2 separate regions of the Gossypium hirsutum genome follow, and region 1 is linked to region 2. The links are chromatin contacts, called in public Hi-C maps. All regions are on one chromosome and are shown on one strand. The core of a region is the stretch at or near the end of the contact, and the rest is flanking DNA. Distances in the headings are between cores, read along the strand shown.

Region 1 (2,700 bases), core at 170-2,669, 160 kb after region 2:
AATTTATATTTCATGTATAATTATATTAAATTATTTAAATAACATCTAAGTTAATTTATTTTTTTTAATTTCCAGCATGGACATTTTAACTTTCCATTTTAACAACAATTTTAAACATTTGAAATTATAAGACACCCATTTTCACTATACTTTTTAAAAACACTTTTCAACCACAACAATAATATTATTGTCAAAAAGTACTTTTGAGAAATAAAATATTCATTTTAAACATAGTGTTATAAAGTAACAAATAAGCATTTAAATAATGTTTAAATTAGTTAATATTATGATATTTTAACAAGAATATAGAAAATAATTTATTATAATTTGTTTTTAATATTTTAATATATAAAAAAATAAATTTTAAATACTTTTTAAGCAATTAACTAGAGAAGGGAAAGTACCATATGTTAGAGGGATGAAAACGTAATTAAATTATCAAAGTGCTTTTGGAAGAGAAAAAACTAAAAATTTTAACTTGAAAAAATGTTTTAGAAAAGTCAAAAAAAATAAATTTAAAAAGTGCTCCAAAAATGCTTTTAATATCAAAAGTGCTTCTAAAAAGCATTACTAAACACAACTTAAAACTTGTAACCACAATCACCATAACAATGTTGGCAAAAAAAATATTTATTTAATTTTTATAGTATTTAATTTTTATAGAATATTGTGTTATATGTTATTTTCATTTCATTTTGTTTTATTTGTCTTTATCTTTAAAACTTGTATCGGAAGTACTCAATAGCCTTTTGACTTAGTAACAAGAAAATTAAATTATAAAGCATGAGAGTTTAGGTTTGATCCCAAACAACCCGTCTCCTACCCTCAATTATTAAAAAAAATCGTATTGGAAGTAAAACAAGTGATGCATACAATAAATGACAGAAGGAAAATATTTGGTACACTATCAGTAAAGTTTTTAAACTCCACAAATAGGACCAAGGGGTTGATAAATATCCTATAAGGATATAGTAAAATACTAAAAAAATATTTAAAATAAAAAAGAGATATACAACTGCCCACTTATCAAATACTCACCCTAATAAAAATATACGAACGCCAATATTATCTTTTAGAGTGTGTGTAAAAACATTTAATTTCATGGCTTTCAAGTTAACCTAACAGTAACGGTACCAATTGAACTAATATATATAATTAAAGTTTATTATTATATGATGCACAAAAGTTAGAAATTCTAAGGTAGCATGGTATGGAGAATATAAGGTACACGAAAACTAGGCCTATATGCAATGATGGAAATGATAAATCACGTTTCTTTGTAGCCCCTTTTTTTTAATTTTAATTTTTAATGTTTGAAGTTTGAAGTTTGAACCCTTCTTTTTTACGCAAATTATTGATTTTTTTCCCCTCAAAAGCCTAAAACCCTCTCTTGCTTTGATGGTTTTTCTAGTTTCCTTCTCTTCCATTTGAAGTTTGAACATGGCAGATTTCACTTTTTATATGCAAAAAGGGGCATTGAATTGTGACCAAACAAAAAACACAAGAAAAATGGGTTTCTCTCTCTCCCTTAATTAAAACACAATCTTGCTCAACTATTGAACTCAACTTTACCCTGATTTTGCTGCGTCTTTTCATACGATTCTTTGGCATTCCATGGTGAAAAAGGAGGGGGAATAAAAGAAATCTGTTAACAAACACAATAATTTTGTCTGCCAAACCTTATTTATATAATAATTATTCATTTTATATATTTCAACAATTTAATCTAATATCTTCAATTATCATATTCTTAGAGGCCCTTGTTCTAAGAGTCAGATTACGTTTTGTCTCATCTACAAAAAAAAAGTGCAAATTAGTCCCTGTAACATTAAATCAAAGAACAAACTAGCCTTTCTATTAAAAATTTCATCCATTTCTTTTGTTAAATTGATTCATGTATATCAGAATGAGGCACATGTGGTGTCAGCTATGTCAACTTTTAACAATAGAAATGAATAAAACTTTTAATAGAAAGGATTAGTTTACTCTTTGATCTAATGTACAGGGACTAATTTGCCCATTTTTTAAAAAGGGATAAAATGTAATATAATTTTTAATACAGGGACCTCCATGATGCTTTTACCTATTCTACCATCACCTTGATCATTTTCATTTCTTTTGAACCTAAATTTAGATCCACTGTTAATTTTAATCTCAATCACTACAATATCTAATGTCATAATTATAATAACTAGTTTTACTACCTTTGTTGTTTTTAATTTTGTCGAATCAATGGGATCGTTACATTATCTGCATTCTTTATTTCTTTCTCTAAGCATAAAATTTTGAACCATCAAATATGATATGATTCTTTCCTACTACAAAGGAGATTTCAAGCTGAGGATAGGGAAAAAGTTACACATGCTGAGATTCAAATCTCAAAGTTGATAAATATATCTTGGCTTCATGAATCAATTGAATTAAACTCTAAATTCAGTTGAATTTAACTCTGTTGGGTTGAGTTGGAAGGATTTAGTGTCCATTGAGTAAAGTGTCGAGGGAGAGTGAAGTTTGTCCTTAGCTAAGAAGTCCAACTTAGCTCAACTTGGTTGTCCAAATAAAAAGAAATAAAGTTTGACCAAAGGAAAAAAAGAAAAAGGAAAACAAAATGGAAAGAGAGTAAAAGAAGGAAAGATGATGACATAAGAGAAATGGTGAGTGGTTGAAAAGGGGAAAGGAGAGGGGGGAAAGGGTTAGGTG
Region 2 (2,700 bases), core at 93-2,592:
TCTCGACCTTTTGTACTACCAAATCTTAACCTTGCTTGTCTTGGATATGTTTTGAGAATTAGTTTGGGGGGATTCAGAGAGGGGAACATGCTCAAAAGGTTATATCTCCGAGCAATTATGTTATTTTAGGGAAAAAAAAAGAGAAAAAAAGAGTTATGAGCATATCAGTTGAAAGCTTCTGGGACAACATTCCATCCGGACATTAATTATGTCAATAATTTTAGGTTTGAGGCAAGCTAAGTTTGAGGTTGTTGAGCCTAAAAATATCAATTTCAATCCATATCTTGAACCTTGCTCTGTTACAACCCTATAAAGACCTACTGATTTAAATCGCTAAGTTAACTACATTAGTGGAGAGGAATTATTGAATTCAACATATGAAAACATATATTAAACCTGATGAATGATACCTAGCTTAATTTAAGGAAGTAAAAAAATTAATTGGAGGAAAATCAAAATCATCTTCATAAAAAGAACATTCAAATAATGATTTTTTTAACATTTAAATAGTTGAGGAAATTTGGATAATAACTGTACACAAGTTACACATCCGCAGTATCAATTTGAGGGCTTGATTTCGTTCATATATGTCTACGTGGGTTAATCGATTCTACTTCATAAGATGTGTTTTTAAGAATTTTTCCATCACTCGGGATGAACAATGATTTAATATTGGGGTGTGACAACTCTAAAATATGTTGGTATTTTCAGCAATCTTTTGTAGATAAATTATGCAAATTCTTGGTAGTTGATAACACCTCTTATAGTTTTTATTTATAATTTTGTTATATTTAATAAGGACCATGACAATGTGCTATTTTAATTAATTTTATACTAAACATATTTTTTGTATCTTTTTGAAGAAATAAATGGACTCAGTGGAAATTCACATGTTGGGCGTGAAATTTTACATCTCTGGACAAGCCCATTAAGGAAAGAAAATGCCTAAATCAACTACTAAGTAAGACATGTTCTTGTCTTCCCCCAACCAAATTCCTGTAATCAAGGGATGACATCAACAATAAGAGATTCAAGCAACCACCTCCTCCCAAAAATAGCAAACTTCTCCACTTCCTCCTCCACAATTCAAGGGTCCGCCACTCAAGGGAGAAAATGAAGGGATTCCCTTGCTAAAAATAGAAAGAGATGTTGGGGCTTGAACAAGTATAAATAGGGGTATTCATTTATTCATTTGGGGGACACCAGATTAGGCAAACACACCAGAATTAAGAGAAAATTCGAGAGAGAGTTCTTCAATTCAAGAAATCCCAATATTTTTTAGAACAATTGGAAAAGCAGAAACTTGAGTGCATAAAGGAGAGATTGACGCCCAAAAGAGGAGGAGAGTGATCGTGAGAAGCAAGCAAGAAGCGATTGTAGAAAATTCCCTGCATTTGATTGTTATCTCTTCTTATTCTGCATTATCCAAGGATAACCCCCCTCGACATTTCTTCTTCCCTTTCTTTTATCTTTATTTTGCTTTTATTGTTGACAAACATGATTGCAACTCATCTTTCTGTTTTCATTCAATGATTAGGACTTAATTTCGTTTCTACTAGAATGATTATGAATCTTTAAGTATGTATTCTTAACTTTATGTTAGGGATGTTTTGTTCAAGCGATTATTCATTCATTCAAGTTGAATTATTGTTAATGCTTAAAAATGCATGGCCAACATTAGTAAGGAAATGAATTAATTATTTAATCTGAGAAGAGGTAATAGTTAATAGACATAGACTTAAATGGTACATATCATGTTGATATCGAAAAATGGTTGTTGTATGCAAAAACTATATGTATTGCCTGAGAGGGTGATTTTATTGTTAGTTTGGCATAAACATATGTGAGTTAACTAACAGACATAAATAGGACTTGGAAATTGCCACAATTTATCGTAACATTCTCTAACATAAGTGTCAATGATCACTAGTTAAAGAGAATTAATTGTTCTAGCATATTCATGTCATATTTGTTAAATCTTGTGTTATAGTTTTCTTCTACCATTATCTTTTATACTGTGTTATTTTATTTTGTTTGCATCCTTGGTGTGCTTAGTATTTAATTTCTTACCCCAATTCAATATTTTTATTTGCCACTTTTCAAATTCTTAATTATAATTTTTGAAAATAATTTAAATATGATTGTACCAGACGAACTTACCAGAAAATATCAGAAATTAACAAGACGTCAAGGACACTAATCCACTAATTTGCCTTTTCCACGATTATCTAAGAGTTGGTCCAAATCCCGATCTATACATTTATTTAATTCGAAGTATCAAATCCAAACATTTTATGGCAGTCTACTATATACATGTATCAATTAAATTTCAATTTTTGGAAGCTCCCTAAAGTTTTACATTTTATTCAATTTAATCCCTAAAACTGAAATTGCCATAACTTTCCAATTTGAGCTTCGATTTCGAAACCAATCTCAATTTCATCCTTGCACTGCCATCTATTATCTATAATTACAGAAATTTATCATCAATTTTGAAGTTTACACACTTTAGTCCCTATACTCAAAATTAAAAACTTCCACTTAACAAACTAGCTTTTTTTTCATTCTAAGCTTAAAATTTAACAACTTAACATCAATAAATTTAAGAAATTAACCATGAAATCTTTTGAAAATTTTAACAGTTTTATAAATTGGTACACGGGCTAACTAAATCAAACTCTCATAACTTCAAAAACATCA

Evidence for each region. A called contact is a pair of places that touch in the nucleus more often than the background predicts.
Region 1: a Hi-C map of fibers shows a contact between it and region 2, with 2.7 times the contacts expected there. The contact joins two enhancer-like sites. A contact is called at or near these places in 14 of 34 Hi-C or Micro-C datasets (callus, fibers, hypocotyl and 3 more).

The regions. Positions count from the first base shown.
Region 1 is chrD09:28,309,937-28,312,636 of Gossypium_hirsutum_v2.1, forward strand. No RefSeq gene overlaps it. Among protein-coding and RNA genes, the nearest start is that of LOC107892672, 11 kb to the right of the region's middle. Within about 2 kb of position 1,420, at least 4 of the 9 cell types and tissues checked have an H3K27ac peak or open chromatin away from gene starts, as enhancers often do. A contact at or near this core is called in fibers, where this site is marked.
Region 2 is chrD09:28,150,874-28,153,573 of Gossypium_hirsutum_v2.1, forward strand. No RefSeq gene overlaps it. Among protein-coding and RNA genes, the nearest start is that of LOC121221170, 26 kb to the right of the region's middle. Within about 2 kb of position 1,343, at least 6 of the 9 cell types and tissues checked have an H3K27ac peak or open chromatin away from gene starts, as enhancers often do. A contact at or near this core is called in fibers, where this site is marked.